Regions from separate parts of the Sus scrofa genome. Here all the other regions are linked to region 1. The links are chromatin contacts, called in public Hi-C maps. All regions are on one chromosome and are shown on one strand. Each heading gives the region's core, a stretch centred on a gene start, on an enhancer-like site or on the middle of the called end of the contact. The rest is flanking DNA. Distances are from core to core; before and after follow the strand shown. Region 1 overlaps CFAP126 (protein Flattop). Region 2 overlaps NECTIN4 (nectin-4). Region 3 holds the start of PPOX (protoporphyrinogen oxidase).

Region 1 (4,657 bases), core at 1,171-3,670:
TTGTAAATGATAAAGCACCACCTTTAATCACATTCCAAGTCTTGCCTCTGACTTTCATTTACACCCAAATCATCCTCCAGTGGCATGAATCTTCATTCCTGGAGACAGGTTAACTGGGCAACACATAGGCAGACAGACCAGAATGGCATTTTCCACACAGGTGCTACGGAGGAAAAGAGGAGGCTCTCCCAGCCAGGTTTTATAGTTGCCAGAAAGCATCGGGACAGAAATTACAAGGTGGTTTTGATGTCTCTCATGAAGGGTTCTGGATAAAGTAAATGTAACACTGATTCCCAAACCTGAATTTTAGAACCATGACCAAAACTAAACAAACAAACAAAAAAAACTGTAGATCAATTTCACTTACTGATACAAAAATCTTATATAAAATGTCAGCAAGCAGAATCCAATAGTGTGTTAAAAATTTGTATCATGACCAAGTAGATAATACTCCATGGATGCAAAGATAGTCAAAAGAAATCTATTAATGTAGTTTATCATATTAATTGATCCAAGGTAAAAAAAAATGTATGCTTATCTTCAAAGATGCATTATAAGTTTATAACAACAAAGTAAAAAGACAATGGGAAAAAAGTTATAACTTATATCACAAAGTTAATAATATCTTTGATTTTAAAAAAAACAACAGGAGTTCCTTTGGTGATACAGTAAGTTAAGGATCCAGCATTGTCACTGCAGTGGCTCAGGTTCTATCCCTTTGTCCAGAATTTTCCCATGCCATGAGTTCAACCAGGAAAACAAAACAAAAACTTATAAAATACTAATAACCCTATAGAAAAAAACTGGGCATAATCAGGCATATCACAGAGAAAGAAATACAAAAAGATGAAATTATGTTCAACATTGCTCATAATTTTTTTTCTTTTTCTTTTTAGGGCTTCACCCATGGCATATGGAAGATCCCAGGCTAGAGGTCTAATTGGAGCTGTAGCCACTGGCCCACACCACAGCCACAGCAATGCCAGATCCAAGCTGCATCTGCAACCTATACCACAGCTCACGGCAACTCGGGATCCTTAACCCACTGAGCAAGGCCAGGGATTGAACCCGCAACCTCATGATTTCTAGTTGGATGCGTTTCCACTGAACCGCAATGGGAACTCCCTTCTGATTTTTTTTTTTTAATGGAAATTTTAAAAATGGAGATAGCATATGAGAGTATGTATATACATCCAAAACTTTGATAACATGCTCTGTTTGTCAGTCTGTGAGGAAACAGGCTTTTTTTTTGAGGGGGGCACAACCCTGGCATATGGAAGTTCCCAGGCTAGGGGTCAAATCAGAGCTATATCTGTGCCCTATACCACAGCCACAGCAACGCAGGTCTGAGTCACGTCTACAACCTACACCACAGCTCACGGCAATGCCAGATCCTTAACCCACTGATGGAGGATCAAACACACTTCTTCATGGATATCAGTTAGATTAGTTACCACTGAGCCACAAGGGGAACTCCTCAGTGTCTTTTTATTAAGCAATCCCACTTCTAGAAATCTATCCCAAAGCTATTCTGGCAAATAAATAAATAAATAAGAAAAGAAATGTGCACTATTAAATGTAGCATTATTTGTAACAGCTACAGGCTGGAAACAACCCAAATGTCTATCAGTAATAACCATGGTATCTCCACACAATGGAGTACTATGCAGCCATAAAAAGTAATGAGGAAGATGCTGCTCTGGAGCAATCTCCAAGAAATACTTGTAAGTGAAAAGAGCAAGATGTAGCACATGTGAGTAGTGTCCTATTATGTTCAGATATAAATATGTGTTTCTAACAGAAAAACGATGGAAAAATAAGAGATATTTTTCTCCCTTTAGGGAGAGAGAAAAAATAAAGTGGAAAGACTTTAAATAAAGTGGAAAAGGGCAGAAGATAAACTTCTTTGAATATACCTTGTTTTGCAGAGTTTCCTTCCTTCCTCCCTCTTTCTTTCTTTCTTTCTTTCTTTCTTTCTTTCTCCCACACTCTCAGCATATGGAAATTCCCCAGAGGTCAGGGATGAAATCCGAGCCACACCCGAGACCCACACAGCAGCTGCAGTGATGCCAGATCCTTAAACCACTGAACCACAGCAGGAAATCCCATAGTTGATTTTAGAACCATGTAAATATTTTACATAATTATAAAATAAAATTAAGTAAAAACAAAAGTAATTCCTAAAATAAACCAATAAATTATCACAGTAGTTTTTTATAAAGAGATAGTTGGCTAAATACAAACGCTATATAAATGAGTTAATACCTCTGCTCCCTCTCAACATCACAAATTTCATACCCAGTTTTCTTTCTTAAGGCTAAGTCTCCCTCTAGTGGAGATTAGTTTTACAACTAGTCCCCCCCACACCCTACACTGACTGTCTCTTGCTGCCAAATCCTTAAATTACATAAGTATTAGAGTCATGAGAAGAAGGACGTAGTGGAAGATGGGATAGCAAAGAGTCAAGGACAGAAGCAAATTTTAGAAGGAAGTGAGGGGTGGGGGGTGTGTGTGGTTTCTGGTGGTGGTGAGAGATATGAGAGGCTCTAAGAGCCAAGAAACTTTGGTTATTCAACTCAGAATGGGGAAGGAACTACAAATTCCTGTTGGAAGATTGCCACCACTTCTGCCCAGAAAGACGTGATTAATATGACAACATCACTGTGTACTCAGGGAAGTAGCTCCCCCCAGGGCATTGCCTTAGGGAGAAACTCTGGCCAGAAATAGTGATGAGTAGATGGGTGATTTTTCCTGAGCCAGGTAAGGTGTGATGGGGGTGAACTCAGGCACCTCGCTCATCTCTCAGGACTTTCCCAGAGTCCCACTGACCATTAAGGTCAGATGTGTGAAAGCTCTGCCTTCTCAGAGACCGATCATGGGGAAAGGCCCTGGCACAGGCTCCCCAGTTCCTGGCAAGGAGAGGAGAGTCAAAGACTAGCCCACATTGAAAGTGGCCTCTGGGGGTATGAGGGGAGAGTCCTGGTGTTCTGGGCTATCCTAGGTCTCATCTGACCTCACATAGCGGAAACTACTGAGGAAAAGTCCTTTAGAGGAGAACCTCTCCTCACATCTGCTCCAATTTCTAAAAGTATGTGCCATTCTTCCTCCCATGCTCTGGCGCACTGTGGTCTTACCCTCTGTAGAGAACTTTTGAGGGTTGCCACCTCAGCATGTATCTCAGTCTCCTCTACAGTTTTTACATAAGAATACAAAAAGAAATGAACACTAAAAAACAGCCTAGTTTTTTAGGTTCATTTTCTGGTCCTCTAAAATCTAACTCCTTAATTCAGCTCTCCTACGTGTCTAGCCTGAGAATACTGTCCAGGAACTTATTCATTTGAATAATCATTTCAGCCCATTGCCACATCTTTCTCTGTTCTGCCTCACTTCCTCCCTTTAAGAGGTGAATTGAGATCCTAGAGGGAAAAAAATGGCCTACCTAGGTGTGGTGACCCTTCCTGAGTGCAAAATATAAGAAACTTGTTGCTAAAGGCCAAGGTTCTTAATGTGACAAAAAGTAACGTGAGCCTTATACAATGAAATATTTTCAGCCTTAGAAAATCGTGAAATTCTGACATACTACTACAACATTGGGTGAGCATTGGATGAGCCCTGAAGATATGCTAAATAAGCCTATCACAAAAAGACACATTCCATTTATATGAAGTACTTAGAGTGATCAAACATCATAGATACAGAAAATAGAATTCTACTGGGGGGCAGGAAGAATCAGTTATTGTTTAATAGTTACAAAGTTTCAGTTTTGCAAGATGAAGAGAATTCTGGAAATTGGTAACAGTGATGGTTGCATAACAATATGAATGTAGTTTAAACAGCACTTTAAAAGAGTTAAGATGGTAAATTTTATGTTACGTGTATTTTACCACAGTAACAAAAAAAAAATTTATGTGGTAATGTGAATTTACTGAAGACAGCCAAGAAGTAATAAAACTAGGCGCCACTGAATGACACTAGGATAAGGTGTCATGTGTCATTTTGACAAGTACCAGGAGGAACATCTCTCTCCAGAGCTCTGTGTCCCTCCTTTGTACATGCATAAATCACTCAAGCATCATTTGTACCTCTTCTCTGAGAACATATTGCCTCAGACCATTCCCAGATTTTACCCTCTTCTTCTGTCAGAAAGTAGGCAAAGTCCAAACTCCCAAACTGGCCTGTTCCTGAAAGTCCAAACCCTGAAATCTGAAATCTCAAGCTTTTATTTAATCTGATTAGATAAATGCAACAAAACAGGTTTCTTTCCTATGGGAAGTCTCAGATGTTTAATTTCCTAGTGTACATTGAAACTCTTCAAGAGTTGAAAGGAGATGTAATATCGAACATTTCTTCAATTTACTTGACCACTGGACTTAATTTTCATGGAGCGTATCAGGAGTTTTCTCAGCTGAAATTTTTTTTTTTTTTTTTTTGCTTTTTAGGGCTGCACCTGTGGCATATGGAGGTTCCTAGGCTAGGGGTCGAATCGGAGCTGTAGCCTTTGGCCTACACCACAGCCACAGCAACGCCATAGCTGAGCCGTGTCTGTGACCTACACCACAGCTCCCGGCAACTCTGGATCCTTAACCCATTGAGTGAGGCCAGGGATCGAATCTTCGTCCTCATAGATACTAGTCAGATTCATTTCCGCTGAGCCATG
Region 2 (4,657 bases), core at 546-3,045, 240 kb before region 1:
AGGGAAGTTCCTAGCTAGGAAGAAAGAAATATGGAGTTGTGGGAAAAAAAGCCTGGGAAACATAGGGCTGACGGCGGGAGGCTGGGGACAGAGTGAAAGCTCTTTTGGATGGCGAGAGCTCCTTGCCTTGGAAGGCATATCCAGCAACTCGCAAGAGTTCAAAGCTCCTGCCTGAGACCAGCACTTCACACGCCCTGCTGGCCCTCCCCTCGCTCACACTGTGCTCCTGCCCGGAACACCCTCCTCCCTATGTCTGGTAGCTCCTACTCATCACTGTCTGGATAACTCCTACTCATCTCTGAAGACTCCGCTTAGACATCAGTTCCTCCTGGAGTCCTCCCTCTCCCCACCCCCACCTAAGGCAAGGTTAGGTGCCTGTCCGCTGTTCTCTTCTAGCACCCTGCTTTGACCCATCACAGGATCTGCTCTCTTCTAGCACCCTGCTTTGACCCATCATAGGAATTTACAACCACAGATTGTAGTTGCTGTTTTCTTGTCTGCCTCTTCCACCAGACTGAGAACCTTAGGTATAGAAACTGGGTCTCACATCACATAGCGAAACATGGTTTCTGGGGTTGTGCTCAGTGTGTGCCTTCCTGGCATATAATCGACACTCAATTAATGTTTATTGACTGACCAAATCTGTGAATGAGTGGGTGAATGAATGAATGAGACAGACGGAAGAAAGAAAGTGTAGATCGAGGAGGAATAAGCAGTCGAGTTGGGCTGGGCAGGGAGGGGGTTGGCATAGCAACCGGAGGGGTGGAAACAGGATAGGCTGGCTAGTAGGGTTCTCTGCCAATGTGTGTACCTCCAGACTGGACACAGGGAGAAGGAAGGGGATGAAGGGGGGCAGGCATGGGGGGAGAAAGCAAACCCCACTAGAGTGGACCAGGTAGTTCCAGTGAGGCAGAGCATGAGGCAGAGGAAGGGGGTCCCATGGCCCTGCTGGCAGGGGAGGAGGAAGGGAGGATGCTGTTGAGAGCTGGGAGGGCCCAAACAGGACGGGACAGACCTGCAGGGCCAGATACCAGGGCCCTGACCTGCCTAAGCTGATGTTGGTCCCACCCTGCCCAGCCTGGGAGTCCAGCTAACCACCCGCACCCCTCCCAGGCACCTCCTCCTGGCACTGGAGGGAGCAGGGCTGCCAAGGAAGGGCTGTAGGTGGGCTTGAGATAGGGGCTTCCTGGTTGATCCTCTGCTTCAAACACTAGCATCCATGCAGGCCAGAGGGAGCCCAAGCCCTGCTCCCCTGGGACACTCAAACCCTTCCAAAGACTACTTCTGGGACAATGTCAGATGGCATAGTTTCCATCCCCATCCCTACTCTGGCCAACCAGCGGGCCCCTTCCCACCACTGATTGCCTACATTGCCCCCCGAAATGTACCTTCTCAGGGCATCCAATCCTCCTCATCCCTACCTGTGGGTCCAAGATCCCTGTTGTCCCAAATGATAAGGCCAAGCTTTGCAGGATGAGGAACCCAAGTAAAACAGGAAAGTCCCTCCTGGGTCCCTCCCCCAGCCCCCCATTGTCCTAAATCCACTATTTAGTGGGAGCTTCTCAGCTTGAGCAATCTCCTCCTTCAGTTACACACACACACACACACACACACACACACACACACACACACACACTGCAAGAGAAGGAAAAGAGAACTTGGGCTCTAGAATCCCTGTCCTGGGCTCCCTGGACCCAGAAGCTCAGACTCCCAGGGTAGGGCAGGCCAGGACTGCCTCCTCCTTCTCTCCCCCACCCAGTGCCCGCCCGGCGTCAGCATGATGATGTCACCAGAGCCAAGGAGACACACCGCCTGCCTGGTGAGGTCACCCTGCGGGCATGTAGTGGCCAGGCCAGGCCCACAGACCCTTCTGCTGCAAATTGTTTGCTGAGGCTGGTGGACTCGGCTGGCTGGGTGTTCCTCCCTCTGACCCTCCCCAACCCTCCTCCTGGGAGCACCAGAACGCTGGTCAGGAGGCTTGGTGATTCAGCCCCTGCTGCACAGCAGGCCTAGCCACAGCCGCCACCAGCCACCACCTTGCGCAAGGGAGAGAACAGGCCTAACTGGCCGGACGGGATCCCTGCCCTCAGCCTCCCCCACCCCTGGCCAGGCCCCCATGGGCCTCTTTGGGGCCCTGCCCTCTGTGTACCCCGCCTGCTCCCAGACAGGCCCTCCGTTTCTGGCTTGGGCTGGCTGCCTGCTCCCCGCCCTGTGCCTGGGTCCTAACTTTCCTATCTGCATGAGGCCCAGCCTCTGAGCTCAGGAGGGGAAACTGAGGCTGGCAGGTGCCAATAAAAGCCTCTCCGGGGAGTTCCGGTTATGGCTCAGTGGTAACGAACCTGACTAGTAAACATGAGGATGCAGGTTCGATCCCTGGCCTCGCTCAGTGGGTTAAGGATCTGGCATTGCTGTGGCTGTGGTGTAGGCTGGCAGCTGCAGCTCCGATTTGTCCCCTAGCCTGGGAACTTCCATGTCTTCCATATGCTGCACGTGCAGCCCTAAAAAGCGCACACACACAAACACCCCCCCACACACACACACACACTCCAGGGAAGGAGGCTTTTCTTTCTGAGGGGTCTTTCTCCATCAGCATTAGTGCCTATAGGGGTACAGGAAGGGGTTCTTAGAGACGGGCCTCTGAGGAGGAGGAAGGGAATAAGCATGAGCCTTTTGTGTCTGAATGTACATCTTTGGGTGAGGGGGGGCCTGGTGAGTCTCAGTGCTGGTTGCCATGCTTGAGAGGCTCTTTGCATGAACTTGCAGATGTTTTGCACACATATGTGTTCCTGTCTCATCTTCAGCAGCGTGCGTGTCTCGTCTGCATCCAGAAGGAGCTATGGAATGGTGTGTGTGCGCGAATGTGCACACATAGTAAATATTTTGATGTCGGTTTCTCTTGGCTTCCGCATGGCTGTCTGCCTCAGCTGCCTTTGGTCAGCGGTGTGTGGCTCTGCGCCTTTGCCTCTGCGCCTGTCTGGAGTGTCGCCCGGGCATCCCTCCCCCCTTCCCTACCTCAGACTTAAGGGCAGATTCATCTCAGGTGGAGGTACCCAGAGATGAGGTCACTGTCCCTCCGGGTGATGGGAAATTGCCATCAAGGACTCCCCAGCAGAACAAAACAAAAGCTCTCTCTATCCTTGCTCCTCAGGTTCCTACTAGAAGGACCCCCACCCCCACCCTTTTCACCCCCTAGCCACGCCCTAGGGCCCCCCAACTCCTTTGGCCCCCCAAGGAGGCCTCTCCCTGGGAATCTCTGTCAGACCTCTGCTGCTGCCACCACCAGAAAAACCAGCTCTAGCTCCAGGTCTGGGGTGAGGGTTGTCTGGTGTAGGTTTGGGGTGGGGGGGAAGCCTGCCTGGGGCTAGAGGGAGGGGTCCAAGCTGTCTAGGGTCTCATTCTCCTTTGTTTATTAACTCTTGCCTCCCCTCACCCCACAGCTACAGCTTCCATCAGAGAGAGCTGGAATACTCAGGCAAGCTTGGGGTAAGAAAGGAGGGGAGGGGAGCCCTGAAGCCCCCACCATTCAGGACAGGTGACATAAACAACCCAGCACATTTTTTTCTTCCATCCTTCCCCCTAGTAACCTTGGTCTTGGAGTGCTAAGGAACTTTGAAAACCGGCAGATTTTCCCTCTGTCTTCATCCACCTCCCTTGCTTACCCCCCATTGTCCTAAGCCCCCCAGCTTAGTGAGAGCTTCCCAACCCTGGGCAAAGCGCCCACCACAGATTAGTGGCTGGGGAGGGGGGCCACACCAATCACAAAAGGAGGTGAGAACAATGGGGGAGGACAGGCCTTGAGGCAGCCCCAGCTCTGGCCCAGACACAGCTCCCAGCACAGATAAGTCCCCTAAACCCCCCGGAGCCAGAGTCTGAGCCTGGCTGAGTCACCACAACAGCCACACTGTGGGTGGGAGACCCAGAATTCAGCTTCTCCCAAACTCCTGAGATCCTAACCCTCCCCTCCAGTCCTGACAACCAAGCCCCCACATCCACCCCCTCACAACCCTGCAAGTGTGGCCAGCTTTGCCCCACCCCAAATCACAGCCTCAACCCAGCTCTCAGGACTCGCCATTCAGTTTCAAAGGCAAGGGGGGAGGAGGGTGGCTTGAAAACCAAGGGGAAATCTTCTGAGGTCAGAGGCTCCCTGGTCCAGCGAGAGAGAGTGATCCTGACCATCCCCTGCACAGCCCTCCCCCAAGAGGCTTGGTGGCTGACCCTGGGTCTGAACTTGACCTTTGCATTTTTGATTCCGTTCCCAGATCCATCTCTAGGCTGCTCTCCTCCCTTCCCTCCTGACTCAGCTCCCCACCCCACCCCCATCCCTTTGCTCTGCCTAGATTTTGGTCAGCACTGGGGCAAGTTTGGAAGGCCAGAAAGCCCAGGCATCTCTCCTCACTAGGCCTGTTCTCCATGGGGGCTAGGCCCTCTTCACTTTGTCTGGAGGACCCCTGGAGGATCCTGAAGCTGGGGTCTAGAGGCTGGGACTTGGTCTCTACTATGAGCTTCTCACAGCCTTGTGGCTGGGGTCCCTTAGCCCAGCTCCCTGAAACACTGGGGTGGGACCAAGGTCACTGGGGCCACAGGGATCCCCTGAGAGTCTCCTATTTTCCCTCGCTTGGGAGGCCAAGCTAGCCTCCCTTTCTGGCTTCCCTGGCTT
Region 3 (4,657 bases), core at 1,280-3,779, 170 kb before region 1:
TCACGTGGATTTCCCCGAAAAGTTCTCTGAAACGTTACTCGTTTGACTCTTCCTTGCAATTTTGAGAAGGAGCTGGGGTATGGGTGGGGTACAGGGCTCCGTGGATCATTTCAGTGGTGTTGGGGGTGCCCAGTGTTCCTGCTGTCTCATGGGTGCTCCCCACTTCCCTTGATCTGTGGTAGTGATGATGACCGAGCCAACCTAATGTGGAAGCGTTACCTGGAGCGAGAGGACAGCAAGATTGTGGGTATGGAACAAGACAAAGTGATGGGGGAAAATTCATGTGTGGGGGTGAAGACTTGGCAGGAAAAAATCAAGACTGTCGAGGGGTCTGGGAATAAGATGATGAAAATGTGGAAAAGTTAAGAGGGGAGAGTTAAGAGGGGAGAGTTGGCGATGGGAAAGAAGGGTCAGGCAAAGGGCTGGGAAGCGACAGGAATGCCAGAAAGCATCTCGGGCATCCCACAGTGACTTTTTCTCCTGCCCCTTTGCTTCTATCTAGACCTGTTTGTGGGCCAGTTGAAAAGTTGTCTCAAGTGCCAGGCCTGTGGGTATCGCTCCACGACCTTCGAGGTTTTTTGTGACCTGTCCCTGCCCATCCCCAAGGTGGGATTCCAGAGGATTCCGGGGGTGGATGGGACATGGGTTCTATGACCCAACCCTACCCACCCCCAGTGTGGGAGGGAACCATGTGGGTCTCTGGAGAAGAATCGAAGCTTGGGTTAATTGAGAAGAGTTGGAAAAGGAAATTCAGAACATGCTGACCCTTCACTCCCCTTTCCCCCCAGAAAGGATTTGCTGGGGGCAAGGTGTCTCTGCGGGATTGTTTCAGCCTTTTCACCAAGGAAGAAGAGCTAGAATCGGAGAATGCCCCAGTATGTGGAGGTTCACAAGGGATATAGTAAGGGTGGGATACCGGAGGTGGGGGAGGCTCCATGTGGGTAAAAGGGGTTGCATGATGCCTTAGTATGAGGAGTAACACTTATATGTAAAGATTTGTGTAGGAGTATTTTTCAGATATGTCCTGATCTGTCAGGGCAAAGGGCAGTGGCCCAGAGAACACAGAAGTAATAGGGAGCACAGTAAATTTATGTGAGTCAGGGTATTGGAAAAGACAACGGAGGTGAGGAGCACATTAACCTTATAACATTATTTGACATTTATTCAGGTGTGTGACCGATGTCGGCAGAAAACACGAAGTACTAAAAAGTTGACAGTACAAAGATTCCCCCGAATCCTCGTGCTCCGTATCCTAATCTTCAAATTCTTATTTCTCCCATTCATTCTTTTTCCTCATTCTCCAAGTTTGCAGAGGCTGGACATTTGGGGATTCGGTTTGCCTTAGGAAAAGGCTGCCACTCCATCTTTCCCTCCTGTGCTCCCAGTGTGTGTTCAGGGAGGGGAGTAGACAACATTCAGTTCCCCAGCCCCCTCAGAGGCCCTCTGCCTCCCAAATTCTCCTTAACCAGAACTTAGATCTTAATCGATTTTCTGCCTCCCGAGGCTCCATTAAGAAAAGTTCAGTAGGTGTAGACTTCCCACTGCAGCGACTGAGCCTAGGGGACTTTGCCAGTGACAAAGCCGGTGAGTCTGGGAAGGAGGGTCCTGAGGAGTTCCATGAAGGGGAGGGAGAGAATGGCGGAGCAGGGCACAGCTCTAACTATAGAATTTGGTCATCTCTAACCCTGAAGGAAGCCCCATATATCAGCTGTATGCCCTTTGCAACCACTCGGGCAGCGTCCACTATGGCCACTACACAGCCCTGTGCCGGTGCCAGACTGGTTGGCATGTCTACAATGACTCTCGGTGAGAACAGCCTTGCCCCATTCCTGCTGCAGCCTTGACACCTTTCCCCAGTATGAAGAAGCCCCAGGAGACAGTGCCTACTGAAAGGAGATGTGGGATTGGGGGTGTGGGGGCGGTGTCTTTCCTAGGCACCACCCGGATACTGTGATGTTGATCTTGTGGGGAGGAGGGTCTATACAGGAAAGATCACACCTCCTTCCCCATCTCCCTTCTTCCTAGTGTCTCCCCTGTCAGTGAAAACCAGGTGGCATCCAGTGAGGGCTACGTGCTGTTCTACCAACTGATGCAGGAGCCACCCCGGTGCCTGTGACCTCCCTTTTAATCCCTGGCACCTGTGAAATCCTTTCAACACCCTTAAGCCCCAGGCTCCCCATTTACCTCAGAGACGTCTATTTTTGTGTCTTTTTAATCGGGGAGGGGGGAGGGGGTGGTTGTACCTCCTATTATTTTTTTTATTAAAAAGTACCCTTCCACCTGGAGGCTCCCTTGTCTCCCAGCCCCATGTACAGAGCTCCCTAGGCCCTGCCCGTGTACAGTCCCCACACCCTCTGCAGTCTCACTTTTTTGTGAATAAATTTATTAAGAAAAAAAATGATGTTCTTTGTATTTGTGCCTAGCGAGTGGAGATATAGAACTGGGCCGAATGGGTAGTTTTCCTGGCACTCAGTTCCCTTTCTAAACGATGGGGGGCGCTCGGAGCCGTGAGGCTGAGGGTGGGGATGGGGATGCAGGATCGGGACGCGTTGATGCCCAAGTTTGCCAAAGCGGTGAAGGTTTACATTGGGAGGAAATGAAGGCTGCAGGGAGGCCTGGATCCAGAGTGCAGGCACTGGGTCGACGGGGTTTGCCGGCGTAGGGGCCTGCCCCGCGAGAGCAAAGCACCCAAGGACCCCTGTTGACAAACACGGTACGTTGCCGGGGCGCCCTAGCTCCCGTAGGCCCAGGCTGTTGCTAACATCAAGGAGCTGTTTATGGAGCCACCTCCCCGGGGACCAGCCTCCAGTGTCCCTGTCTACTCTCCCTACAACCAAGACTCATGAGGACCTTCCTCCAGGGTTCCAACCCTAGCTGGACCTGGCAAACTTGAGCTGGGGAATGTTAACCAGGATTCTGCTCTTGCCGCTCCAGCCCTGAGGGGAGGGCAGTACCGAATATGGCCGCTCTCTCCAACCTGGCACCGAACCGGTTAACCTCCAGCTCCCCGGCCTTCTACAAGGGTTGCCCCACCGCCTCTGAGGGAGGAGGAGTCGCTGCCGGTTCAGTGTTTTCATTGGTGAATGTGATCCGGGGCCTTCCAGAACCCACCAATCCGGGAGCAGGAAAGGTAAGGTTAGGATCGTGCCGCGAGAATAGTGTGGACGGAGAGTCGGAGAGACCGAAAATCTTGGGGGCGGAGGCCGCGGACTGAAAACACTAGGCCTAGCGAGGGGTGGGAGAGAAAACGCGCTTCTTAGCCCTGGCGGCCAGTCGGTGCCCCCAGCCCTGTGCTGGCAGATAGCGTGGGTGTGGCCCTTATCCACTTCCCCGCGGAGCCGGCTGGGTGATGTCTTGAGACCTCTACCTCCTCCTCCCCTCATTTTTCTTGTCCCTCTCGTGGGTGAGTCCGAGGCCCTGGGCGGGGACCTCACAGTTCCACCACCCCATCCCCGAGCCCTTAGTTTCCCCTAAAGCAATGAATGGCCGAGGATGGAATGCGGAACCCGCAGGGTGTCTGGAGAACAGGGTGCTTCTGGTCAGCCTGTCCATATCGCCTTCTCTACCCTAGGCTTCCCCATGGGCCGGACCGTGGTCGTGCTGGGTGGAGGCATCAGCGGCCTGGCCGCCAGTTACCATCTGAGCCGGGCCCCTTGTCCCCCCAAGGTGAGTGCCTCCACCGACCCGGAGGGAGCTTCCTTTAATATTCCTCTCCCATTTCCAGCACGAGGTAATGCGCTGACCCTTTCGCCTCCTGATCCTTTACCCCGCTGCAGTGTGTTTCTGATTTGTCCCCAGGTGGTCTTGGTGGAGGGCAGCGAGCGCCTAGGCGGCTGGATCCGCTCAATACGAGGGCCAGATGGTGCTGTTTTTGAACTTGGACCTCGAGGAATTCGGCCTGCTGGAGCCCTGGGAGCCCGGACCCTGCTCATGGTGAGCGGCTTGTGGAACGCCTAGGAGAGGCTGTGGAGGGGCCTTCACTAGAGCGTAGTGTCAAGGGAAGGAAGTAGCTTTGGTGGTCAGTCATTTCCCTAGTTTCTTCTCTTCTTGGGATCATGTGGAGAGCAGGTTTCTGAGCTTGGTTTGGACTCAGAAGTGTTACCTGTCCGGGGAGACCATCCAGCTTCCAAGAACAGGTTCCTGTATGTAGATGGTGCCCTGCATCCCCTGCCCTCTGGCTTCAGGTAACACTACCACCTCCTTACTGCCCTCCTTCTACTTCCCCCCGCCCCAAACCTCACATCTCGTCCATTTCCTCACCTCCCAGACTGTCAGCCCTCCCAGCTAAAGGGACCAAAGGAATGGAAATGACCTTCTGGAGCTGGGGTGGTAAATCAGAGCTTGCTTTTCACTATGGCTTCTCCATGCAGGGGGCTATTCTGCCGTTCACCTCCCTTCTCCAAACCTCTGTTTTGGGCTGGGCTGAGGGAGTTGACCACGCCTCGGGGCAAAGACCCTGATGAGAGTGTGCACAGTTTTGCCCAGCGTCGCCTTGGTCCTGAGGTAACACCACCCAGAAGCCCCCAATTCCTTTTCTCCTAAACCAGCCTTGGATTCCTGTACTCAGACCTACCACCTAGAGCCTTTTTTATATCATCTGAAATTGACTTCTTCTCTTCAGGCCTCGAAGACCCAAAAACTCGGTGTTTCCATCCTT

What was found. Hi-C and Micro-C count contacts between places; a contact is called where the count stands out from the background.
Region 2: a Hi-C map of embryonic fibroblasts shows a contact between it and region 1, with 2.3 times the contacts expected there. The contact joins two enhancer-like sites. A contact is called at or near these places in 1 of 47 Hi-C or Micro-C datasets (embryonic fibroblasts) and 1 of 2 datasets of contacts at active chromatin or transcription factors (alveolar macrophages).
Region 3: a Hi-C map of embryonic fibroblasts shows a contact between it and region 1, with 3 times the contacts expected there. The contact joins the promoter of PPOX here to the enhancer-like site in region 1. A contact is called at or near these places in 2 of 5 promoter capture datasets (fetal liver and liver), 3 of 47 Hi-C or Micro-C datasets (embryonic fibroblasts, epiblast stem cells and liver) and 2 of 2 datasets of contacts at active chromatin or transcription factors (alveolar macrophages and skeletal muscle).

What each region holds. Positions count from the first base shown.
Region 1 is chr4:89,117,789-89,122,445 of Sscrofa11.1, reverse strand. The region is part of intron 1 of CFAP126 (protein Flattop); the gene reads right to left. Among named protein-coding and RNA genes, the nearest start is that of CFAP126, 12 kb to the right of the region's middle. Within about 2 kb of position 2,420, at least 12 of the 83 cell types and tissues checked have an H3K27ac peak or open chromatin away from gene starts, as enhancers often do. A contact at or near this core is called in alveolar macrophages and embryonic fibroblasts, where this site is marked.
Region 2 is chr4:89,359,954-89,364,610 of Sscrofa11.1, reverse strand. The region is part of intron 1 of NECTIN4 (nectin-4); the gene reads right to left. Among named protein-coding and RNA genes, the nearest start is that of NECTIN4, 5.3 kb to the right of the region's middle. Within about 2 kb of position 1,795, at least 23 of the 83 cell types and tissues checked have an H3K27ac peak or open chromatin away from gene starts, as enhancers often do. A contact at or near this core is called in alveolar macrophages and embryonic fibroblasts, where this site is marked.
Region 3 is chr4:89,286,797-89,291,453 of Sscrofa11.1, reverse strand. PPOX (protoporphyrinogen oxidase) reads left to right here and starts at 2,529. Exons shown (of 13, transcript XR_002343378.1): 1 at 2,529-3,130; 2 at 3,572-3,666; 3 at 3,799-3,933; 4 at 4,069-4,184; 5 at 4,371-4,503. USP21 (ubiquitin carboxyl-terminal hydrolase 21) reads left to right here. Exons shown (of 13, transcript XM_001927782.6): 7 at 183-247; 8 at 503-606; 9 at 789-875; 10 at 1,169-1,247; 11 at 1,477-1,584; 12 at 1,692-1,806; 13 at 2,026-2,398. The coding sequence ends at 2,116.